2 separate regions of the Ovis aries genome follow, and region 1 is linked to region 2. The links are chromatin contacts, called in public Hi-C maps. All regions are on one chromosome and are shown on one strand. The core of a region is the stretch at or near the end of the contact, and the rest is flanking DNA. Distances in the headings are between cores, read along the strand shown.

Region 1 (5,153 bases), core at 1,290-3,789, 110 kb before region 2:
CACTGCATATCTGGGGGCCCCATGCATGAGTTCACTGGCAGCAATGGGTCATCTACCCACTGATACTGGTACCTTGACCAGGCTGAACCTGTGGCTCCAACTCCCCATAAGGACAGTAGAGGTCCATACTGGTGCAGGGAGTGGGGGAAAGAGGGGATAGGAGGGAGGAGGGGATGAGGGAGGATGCAGTGGGAGAGGTGTTCACCTTGGAGAGACAAGAGGCAGAGAATTCTCTCCTTCCTCTGCCCTAAATGACCACAGACCATTCTGAAAGCCCCTGCTGTCAGTCCTCAAGAGGGAGCAGGCGGTGGTGCTAGTGATGAAGCTGTGGCTGGTGAGGCCGGTACCCCAGCATTTACTCTCCATCCCAGCTATCTTCAGTCACTTCCCTCCTTTATCCTGCTTTCCAGTTTGCAATCCCAGCAAAGCACTATCACAGTTTGGGCCTCAGGCTGTTTTCCAGATTAAGCGTGTGTGTGTGTGTGTGTGTGTGTGTGTGTGTGTGTGTGTGTGTGTGTGTTAGCTGCTCAGTCGTGTCTGACTCTTTGCAACCCCGTGGACTATAGCCCACCAGGCTCCTTTATCTATGGGCTTTTCCAGGCAAGAATACTGGAGCAGTTTGCCATTTCCTTCTCTGGGGATCTTTACAATCCAGGGATCAAACCCGGGGCTCCTGTGCAATAGGCACATTCTTTACTGTCTGAACCACCAGCATGCTAAAAAGGGCCAGTTGATGTCTGGGAGCTAGACCGGGGTACCAACCTTTATCTGAGCGAGGGAGAAAGGCTGCTGAAGGGTCTCCACCCACTCCAGGCCTCCAGAAAAGACCCCAGCAGGAGGCAAGGCCCTTTGTTCCCTAAATGTGGTTGAAGCAAACATCTAAGGGGATGGTTGGTCCTCAAGCAACAGGCAAACATGGATGGCTATATACTGGGGACACACAGAAGAGGAGTCATGGTCACAAGCAGCAGAGAAGTGGGGCACACCCAGGGAGCCCTCACAGTTCCCCAAAGGTCAGTCTGTCTGCCCTTCTTGTAGTGTGGACTTCCAGAGACGGCACCGCAGAACCTCTGTTACATGTAAGGTCATGCAGACGGCTCTGATGGATTGAGAAGGTCCAAGGCTCTGTGACGTTGCTGTCTGAACAGTACAGACTTCCTTAAAAGAATAACAGGGACATTCAATGGCATTAACCCAGCCTATGTGCAAGCATTTTTTAATGTAGTATAGATACAAATGTATGTATGCGTGTGTGTAAGTTCATAAATATGCATAAACGTGGTTTCTGATTTGTGGCAGGGAGCTGGGCTTGCAGATTCCCAAGCGTGCCAGTCCTAGAGGGCAGGCCAGCTAGAAGACAGAAGCCCGCAGTCAATTCCACCTGTCTGCAAAGGCAGAAGGGTATGAGCACACAACGTGGACCTCAAGGGGAGCCCAACAGTCTGTTTTAGGAAGCCATCCAGGGGACACTGAGGCAGGCGCCTTGTTGCGAAGGTTTTCCTTAGGAAAAAGGAAGGAGTCTGATATCCCTGGTGACCCCAGAGAGCAAATTTCCTTGCTGGCCCATGCCACTGCCTCTGCCCTGTGCCACAAGAGGGGAAGAAAGCTGTACTAGTCTAGCGGGGGTTCCTTTTGCTAGAGCAACTCAGCCTGTATCCTGATACATGTGGTGAGGGCGTTTTTATGAGCAGGGTGGGTGGAGGAAAGAGAAGGGACAGAGAAGAGAGGGGAACAATTCTTAATGTTTCGTTAGTGATTTATTTGGCTGTGTTGGGTCGTAGTTGCAACACGTGGCATCATCAGAGCAGCGTTCACTATCTTTCGCTGCAGGGCGTGGACACGCTAGTTGTGGTGCACAGGCTTTAGAGCTTGCAGGCTCAAGACTTGCGGAGAGTAGGCTTAGTTTCCCTGCATCGTGTAGGGTCTCAGTTCCCCAAACAAGGAATCAAACCCCCGACCCCTGCACTGAAAGGCAAATTCTTAACCACTAGACCACCAGGAACGTCCTAAGAGGAAAACCTTCAAACAACCTCTGGGATATATTGAGTTGTGTTTCCCCAAAATGATCTGTTCAAATTCTAACTCCCAGGACCTGTGAACTGATCTTTGAAAATAGGGTCTTTGCTATTAATCACGTTAAGATGAGGTCATTAGGGTGGGCTCTAGTCCAATATGACTGGGTCCTCATGCTAAAAGGGGACATTTGGACCCAGCAACACACCCCCACACAAGGAGATGCCGTGTGAATGTGAAGGAAGAGATTAAGATGATATGTCTACAAGCCAAGGATCAGCAAGTTCCTGGAACTGGAACAGAGTCTCCCTCACAGCCTACAAGGAACCAGCCACTGGCACCTTGACCCAGACTTCCAGCCTCCAGAAATGAGACAGTAAGTTTCTGCCATTTAAGCTGCCCTGAGTGAAAAAGCTGACACACCCACCAAGCAAAGAAATGCTTCAAGAAGCAGTGCTAAGCCCTCACATTTGTGCAGACGCCCCAGGTCCCCAGAGCACAGGCGGGAGGCATTGCCTCACACTGTCCCACCCTGCCTCCCTCTCGCTCTGCCACTGTCTCCACAGGAAAGAGTGTGGGGAAATAACATGTCTACACTGGGGACAACCCACTTCCAAAAGTCTCCTGTCCAACACTTTTCCCCTTGATTTGTCACCCCTGGAGCATTTTATAGGAAATATAATCCACATGGCATTGAGTCACTGGGCCTGAGCACAGCACTGAGTTGTTTGCAAGAAATATTTCATGTCTGTCATGGGCCTCTTTTTTTTTCAGAAAAAAAGGAAGTCATTTCAGCCAAGAATAAACAAACTTGGCACCACACAGTTTAGCTCTATACAAATCCCTTGAGAGCCTGATGCCTTCGTGGCCCTGGGCCAGGCTTCATTTCCAGACTCTTTCGTGTTGGGAGGAGATGAGACTGCCTTGGACCACCTACCCACAGGACCCCCCAGCCACCCTCTGGGCCCTGCTCACTTCCTTCTTCCCAGCCTTGCTGCTTTGGTGTACACAGCCTGGAGCAGTAGCTTAGGACATGCAACCTGGGCACACACATTTAATTATAGGGCCCATTCACACACCCATACATGGTGATGGGGACCCCTGATACAATCATACAGGGTGATGAGGGCCACTGATGCAATCATACAGGGTAATGGGGGCCCATGACCCAACTATACAGGGTGATGGGGCTCATCTTACAATCATACAGGGTGATGGGGGCCCATGACACAATCACACAGGGTTATGGGGGCCAATCACAAAATATGGTGAAGAACACGAGCTGTAGATAATAAGGCTGCCACTTAGCCTCTTTAAACCTGAGTCCGCATTTGTGAAGTGGGACTGTTGCACCCCACACAGTTGTAAAAATTCAGCAGATCCATGTGTGTGTGGGAGTCTTGCCACAATGCCTGGCATGGAGCAATAACAGACAAGAAACATTACTGCCATGAGAACACAAGGAAATTCACCCCTGAGAACACAGAGGTGTCGCTTTTAAGTGTTTTTCAGTCCCCAGCACCTAGGGCTGTTTCTGGCAAATCATGGAAATGTTACATCATATCTTTTTAATTAAATAACAAAGAATGAATGGATGAGAGCAAAGGAGTGCTGGCCCTTAACTATTTGGCCCCTGTTTAGCAGAAATCCCAGTTAATTATGCCTGTACTTCCTCTTTTAAAATGTTATTCCTTTGACATTAATCAGAGTTTTATCTTCCTTTCAAAATGCAACAGGGAGTTGTTTGTTTGTTTGTTTTTTTCATTTTAGCATGAATGTCCAGGTGTGGGAACCCTGCTTTCCAGGAGCCTCCAACCCACTGGGATGGGCAAGAAAAGAAAGAAATGAAAACAGTGATCGGCACAGTGACAGGTTGTATTTTCCAAAGATGGCTAAACAACAGCTCACAACCCACCACCACTCTTAGGCAGTGGGGCCTGGCAGTCCCCAGCCAGGGTTCTAATCCTCTGCAATGGCACCCGGCCTGGCCTCAGTGACTTGCTCATCCAGTAGAAGTGAGGTCAGAAGAGGGCTTCCAGCTGCCCCAGGCTCATGGGATGCTGGCTCTTGGGACTTGGCCGCCAGGCTGTGAGAAGCCAAAGTCACAGAGAGAGATCACATGTGGGTGGGAGCTAACAGCTGACCACCAACCCCTTCCCCCGGCTTGTGGACTAAGGCATCATCCCCTTCATGGAGCCCTCAGGTGACCAGAGGCCTGGGCACCATCTGATTACAACCACATCAGAAACTCTAGCAAGGGCAGCTGGGCCACAGCACCCTGGCACAGAGTAACTTTGCCATTTTAAACCATTAAATTTTGCAGTACATGTTTAGGCAGCAATAATGAAAAGTGGAAGTGTTAGTTGCTCAGCCGTGTCCGACTCTTTGTGATTCCATGGACTGTAGCCACCAGGCTCCTCTGTCCATGAGATTCTCCAGGCAAGAATACTGGAGTGAGTAATCATTCCCTTCTCCAGAGGATCTTCCCAATACAGGGACTGAACTTGGGTCTCCTGCAGATTCTTTACCGTCTGAGCCACCAGGAAAGCTCAAGCAGCAATAGACAAGCAGAACAGTGGGGAAGGCAACCAACAGGAGAAAGAAACAATGAGGGGGAACAGGACTCAGGCCTGATGGGAGGAAAAGGGTCCCTGAAAAGGCAATATGCAAGCTCGGATGAGGGTGATAGGAAGCTAGGCTCACAGAGCAGGGGAAGAACGCGAGAATAGATGATGAGCTCAGCCAAGTCCTCCCAGTGTAGAAAGTAAACAGAACAGAGGGCCAAGGATGAGGGATTACTAGGAAGGCATATAGAAGCGATGTATGGGGCAGGAAGTGACGTGGCCCTGGCTCTTCCAGAGCTGGGCTGTCTGGTACAGAAAGGATCTGCAAGGAGGTGGGGAAGGAAGATGGACACATGGAGGGGAGTGTGGGGGAATATCCAGGCCTCTTCCTCCGGCTGACACCTATTCCTCCAGCTGTCTCCTCCTGAGCCCGCATCTCCCAGGGGCAGGCTCTGTGTCGGGGCACTGTGCACCAGCCTCTCACAGAAGCCAGCAGGCTGGATGACTTCAACCCTGGGTGACCTTCGCCAGTCCTCAACAAACGCTTCCTGGGAGGGAAGACAGAAACTGTGCTCC
Region 2 (5,830 bases), core at 2,877-5,376:
GGCGAGGACTGTTTGTTTAAAAGGACTCCGCCCCCCACCTGCTTACCAGATTATATGCCTCAGTGTGCTCTGTCACTCCTATGCTGGATCCTGCTGCCGCACTGAAGACCCCAGCCTCCAAGCTCACCAGACGACATGGGGACAGGCAACACAATGTCAAGGAGAAGAAACAGGAGACAACCAAATGCAAGTGAGGATGAGCTTCTTTTCCTTTACTATTTATTTATTAGGCTGCACCCGATCTTAGTTGCTGCACACAGGACGATCGATCTTCATTGAGACATTGAGGGATCTTCAGCTGCTGCATGCAAACTCTTAGTTGCAGCAGGTGGGATCTAGCTCCCCAACCAGGGATCAAACCTGGGCCCCCTGCACCGAGAGCCCAGAGTCTTAGCTGCTGGACCACCAGAGAAGTCCCAAGATGAGTTTCTTAAAAACTGTTGCACATGGTTCTGTATACTACACGGTATGTACCCCTCAGAAGTGCAGAAAAAGCAACAAGGAAACACACCAAAACTTGGAGATGGCCCATTACAGTGCTTCTACTTTTCTCTTCCCTTTTGTGTGTGTGTGTTTTCCGATTTTTCTACAATGAATATGTAAAGTTTTACAAACGTATAAAATTAAGAAAGTAGTCCTCCTTCCCAGATGTGCGGCACAGGAGGTATACTGTTAGGCCTTGGTACCAGACAGCCAGGTCCAAATCCACCAGCCCACTTGACTTTTAAGATCTTTAGCAAACACCTTCATCCTAAGTATTACTGCCATCCACATTCATTCAGCGCTTTCTAGATACAGGACATTGGGCTAATCAGTTTGCATGGATCACCTCATTGTGCATGTGATAATTAGGTTATCTATGCATTGCCACTTAGAATTGTTGGAAGTATGGACACAATAATGTGTTTATAAGCACGCTGCATTTTATTACATATCCTCTGGAGTGTTTCATTTTAATAGCATTAAATGCTTATTCACACCACTCCCAAAAATTTAAGCACAAGCTTTAGGGCTGGCACGATGTCCAAGCATGCATTTTTTTTTTCTCCCTATAAATTTTTTCTAGCCCCTAAGGGCTCCAACAGGTGCCCTTGCTGTAAATTCTAATCCACAAAATCAAGTCTTTTGCAGATCTGCCAACTGAATGTTCTACAAGGGTCAGTGGGCCAGTGGGAGGATCTGCTGCCTGTCCTATGCAATATGCTGCTGGATCTACTCATTGAAGGGTACATTTTAAACGAATCGTGCTCCGTTTGTGTTTACTATAGCATGCTGTGGCAAATGGTTGTGAGCCCAGAAAGGCAGACTGCTGTAGACCCCCACCCTGCGGGGCTCCACCTCAACTAGGGAAACTCAAGGTTTTGAGCAGCAGTGGGTGAAGCAGTAATGAAACTTTGGCACAAACACAGCTGAATTATTTCACTGAGCTTCTGTCTAATCAAGGGAGAAATATTTTCAAGAGCTAATAAATGTGAAACGAAGATGCTTTCCTTGCAGCAGAAATCATTAGGCTCGTACAGCTCTTTTAATTCTTTCAGGATATGGAGTGAAGTGGCACACGACAAGGCAAATCAGCTGCCTGGAACTGCTGAGAAAGTACACTAACCCTCCTTTGCCTGGAAGGCATGGCGGACCACTGGGCAGCTTGCTAACAGCAATGCAGTTCCATGTATATTCCCCCGCCAAAAGCAGTACAATCAGGCAGCAGCATGAAAGCAAGATATCAGTTTAATAATATAAAAAGTTTGATTCACTCAGTACATTTCCTCCTACATCCTTCTTAAGACTTTGCCCAAAAGATTTGAATTATTTTTCTTCTGTAAGTCTCTCAATGCTGCTGTGAATAGTAGCAGTCCTCATAACTCTGATGTGGGCAGAGAACACTCAAAATAGTAGATAGCAGATGCTGGCCCCACTCAGAATTGCTTACGCCTATTTGTGCAGACACTCCCTTGCCATTTTTGCTCAGATCTTAAGATCTATCACAGTCATGACAAAATGATGACTCACACTTAAATGCAGTCATGTCATATGCGATATTAATACCCTGGTGACATTGCCGTAAGTGCCATTCCTTTAAGGGGAAATGGTTCCTGACAGCAGTCTGCCACCATCCTCAGAGACCACAAAGGGCAGTGCCTGCAGAAGGCAATGCTCATTGTGCAGGAAGGAGCTGCCTGCATCCTGCAAGCTGTTCCCATAAGCAGCTGTTGGAAGGGAGGGGGTGGAGAGGAAAGAAGGGGGAGGGGAGGGAAAGGTCTCTGCTATCGGGTTGGATGGCCAGCTGCTGCACTGATGTCTTATCCCAAGTATGCTCCTGTCTTGCAAGTTTAAAAATTTTCCTGAAGGGAGAGAAATAGGAGCAGGGCTCAAGTTCTGCCCTAACACCCAGCCAGCGTCCCCTCCCCCACTTCCAGCACCCCAGGAGCCTGCCATTCAGCGCCAACAGGAAGATGGAACAGGTGCCATGGAGTTCCGTAAATTTCAGAAATCAGCAGCAGTCCCGCTGACCACCTCCCCCACAGACAAAGATACCCTGCCCTCAATAAAGAGAGTACGTTTGTTTCAGTTAAGTTTATTGTAAAACTCAAAGCTGCAGCAGCATAATCCTTTAGAAAATGAAGCATCGCCCGTATCCGTTTTGAAAACAGCAGTGCATACTGCTCAAGTCCGTCAGAGCTCCTGTAACCGTACAAGTCCAAGCCGCCTGGACTTGCCTTTCCCCTCCTTTCTGCCGGGAGTACAGGCTGCTGAGTCACGCCTGCCCGGCCAGTCTGTCCTTCCCGGCCGCGCGGCCAAGGTCCCGCCTCCGGCCTTCCTGGGCGAGCAGCCGCTCCCCACACTTGTAGAGTCCTGGGTTGGGGCCAGCCTGCCCCTGTCGCCGCCGGGCCCCTCCTCGGGAGGGAACCGCACCTCCTCGCCGCTCTCCACGCGCCCCCGCCTGCCAGTCTCCACGCCGCACTCCGGCGCCCTCCGAGGGCGCATCCACAGAGCCAGCCCCGCGCTAGGCGCCCCGGGGCGTCACCACGTCGATCAAACCAAGGATCCCCACGGGGCTGTCACTCGGGAAGGGTAATATTGGGCACCCAGTCGTTGACGCTGCGGCTCTCCTCGCAGAACAGGCTAAGCTTCTCCAAGGCGGGGTCCTTCCATGCGTCCTCATTGGGGTTCTGCAGAGAGAACGCAGAGGTCAGCCTGGCTGGGCACTGGCTGCTGACGGGAGAGCGAGGGGGCAGGGATCACATCGGCACGGAGGCGACACTCACCGAAATGAGGATACAGTGCAGGTCTCCAGGTGCCCCCGACTCGTCACCGGTACCCACGATCGCCGCCAGCCGCTGCACGTCGCCCACGCGCACGATGTCTATGTCGTTCTCACAGCAGAACGCTTGGATCAAAGTGAAGTGGATCTGCAGCGCGATATCGCCCTCGTCCTCCTCGTCAGCGGCAAGCACGCAGAAGGTCACATTGTCGGGGTCCCTACGCGGGCGAGCAAGAGGTGGTGAGATCAGGTCGAGGAGCCAGGGGCGCCCCCAGCCACTGTCTCCCCGGTCTCCCTGCCGCTCCTCCCACGGGCCGCGTTTGATACTCACACGTTCAGGACTTTGGCTGACTCGTAGACGCCGGCCGTGAGGCAGCCTTGGCGCTGCGCAGACAACAGCAGCTCGTGCAACGCTTTCCCGGCGCCCTGCATCCTGTGGACAAGCCAGCACGGTGAGCCGGAGGGTGCCCTGAGATCCCTGGACCCGGAGACGCACCCCCAGCGCCCCAGCCCGGCGCGCCAGCCCAGGCGGCCGCACCTTCGGCCCAGCCGGCACACTCGCGCCCGGCTTCCACCCAGCGGGTTCCCAACCCAGCCGGTTTCCACCCAGGCGGGCCCCAAAGACTATCGCCCAACCAGCGCGGCCAGGGCAGGACGAGGGTCCCCGCGCGCCCCGAGACGTCCGGAGTTAGGCGCCGACCTACCTGGCTGTGCTTTCTGGAACCGTGTCCTGGCCACGAACTTCTTCCAGAGTCATATTGCGATCTGCGAGCAGCAAGTTATCCACAAGAACAGAGGGCGGAGCAGACGCGAGCGAAGAAGGAAAGTCTGCGAGCAAGCCTGGTGAGCCCGCTGCCGGCGAGTAAGCCGGAGCGCCGCCTTGCGCCCTTATATAGGCTGAGCCGGGTGGCGCCGCCAGCTGGCGCGAGCCTGCGAGCCCATTGGCCCGCGCCCGCTTTCTGATGCAAATGAGGCGGCTGCCCGCGGCTCGTGCCAGAAGGCCACGTGGGGAGGGGTGCGGGGGATGACAATGCCTCAAATCTGCCGCTTTTGTCGGGGTGTTACCAGGCAGACTGGAGCCTGCAGATTTCATCTCGCCTTTTTTTTTTAAGTCCTTAAAAGGAAAAAGTTACGGGGGGAAAAAACCCTCACTTGTTAACAGTACGCTGCAATTTGTGAAATGCACCTTTGGGGAAATCTAATGAATATTTTTTTTGCATTTATTTTTCTTGCTACCTTTTCTATTTTTTTCTTCACTTTTAATTTGGAGTTTCTGAAACCATTTCTTCTAAACCGGAACTTAAAAAACAGGCTGCGCTGGCTAAGCTAGCTAAAGGCCTGAAAGCAGCCCTCTCCAGCTGACACCAGAGCCCCGAGCGCGAGGTTCTTCTAGCACAATCAAGACCCGGACCCGGTCGCGCTGCAAAGTCTAGCCAATCTCCCGGCCCGCTACTAAGCGCTGCGGGGCGCCAGGGCGCGCAAGCAGATTGCGGCCGGAACACGCGGCTCGTTTGCATTTCTATGCCGGGTGCACAATAGCAGAGGTCTGGCGTGTGGCGGTTTGTAGGAGGGACAATTGAAGCTTTCTCTTCATAGCGACACTGTCCACCTGCCGCTGGGTGGGGTGGGAGAGCCCCGCCGCGCGTGGGGGTCACCGGGCTGCTCGGCGCGTGGTGGGTCGCGGCCGCGTGGGGCTCCTGCGCTCCTCAATGCGCGCCCCCTGCACCGGCCCCGCTGCACCCACCACACGTTTGCATGAAATTCCGCCCCAAAAGGTTCTAGCGCACGTGCGGAGCAGCCGTGGAAGTTGGAAGGAACACCTGGCTGCTGCACCTTCTTCGCAGCCGGGTGGGGACCCCAAGAACTTTGGGAACTACGCTTGGAATCCCTTTCCCGGGGCGCCATCTACAGGCCGACGGGAAAGTTCCTGAGCACCTCTCCCCCGCACTTCCATTGACATACTGTGGGGACTTGGCCTTTGGCCCTCTGATCAAGGAGGGGCCCAGGTAGAGTCAGCTGAGCCCCATCTAAGCTACATATTAATGGAAGTCAAAAACTGCAAAACCCAGATGAAGACAAAAGGAGACTCCAATCCAGTACTGACGGAAGAAAAGCCTATATTTGGCAAGCTATTTTGAAAAATTTTGACCTAAGTATGCATGTATTAAAAGCTTGTTTTCCAGGAATAGAGAAATAATACTAAATGAGAGCTTGAGAGCGTTTAATAGACATTGCTTGGCCGGGGCCATTTTGGACCTGTGTAATGAATGTTAGTTACTCAGTGGTGTCCGACTCTTTGCAACCCCATGGACTCTACAGCCAGACTCCTCTCTCCATGGGATTCTCCAGGCAAGGATACCAGAGTGGGTTGTCATGCCCTCCTCCAGGGGATCTTCCCGACCCAGGGATGGAACCTGGGTCTCCCGCATTGCAGGCAGATTCTTTACTATCTGAGCCACCAGGGAAGTTGACACTTCCAGAAAGTTTGCTCACTGAGCTTATAATTTTTGGTGCCTGCATCTCTCTATGTGCACTGAGGTGCATTCTGTCTCCGCCACCCAGCCTTAA

What was found. A called contact is a pair of places that touch in the nucleus more often than the background predicts.
Region 1: a Hi-C map of tail adipose tissue shows a contact between it and region 2, with 2.8 times the contacts expected there. The contact joins the enhancer-like site here to the promoter of GADD45G in region 2. A contact is called at or near these places in 3 of 16 Hi-C or Micro-C datasets (omental adipose tissue, retroperitoneal adipose tissue and tail adipose tissue).

Annotation. Positions count from the first base shown.
Region 1 is chr2:24,503,242-24,508,394 of ARS-UI_Ramb_v3.0, reverse strand. All of the region lies in intron 1 of LOC132659284 (a long non-coding RNA gene), which reads right to left. Among named protein-coding and RNA genes, the nearest start is that of GADD45G, 110 kb to the right of the region's middle. Within about 2 kb of position 2,539, at least 9 of the 54 cell types and tissues checked have an H3K27ac peak or open chromatin away from gene starts, as enhancers often do. A contact at or near this core is called in tail adipose tissue, where this site is marked.
Region 2 is chr2:24,393,487-24,399,316 of ARS-UI_Ramb_v3.0, reverse strand. GADD45G (growth arrest and DNA damage inducible gamma) reads right to left here and starts at 4,126. Exons shown (of 4, transcript XM_015093022.3): 1 at 3,967-4,126; 2 at 3,594-3,695; 3 at 3,267-3,480; 4 at 2,560-3,170. The coding sequence starts at 4,019. The coding sequence ends at 3,060.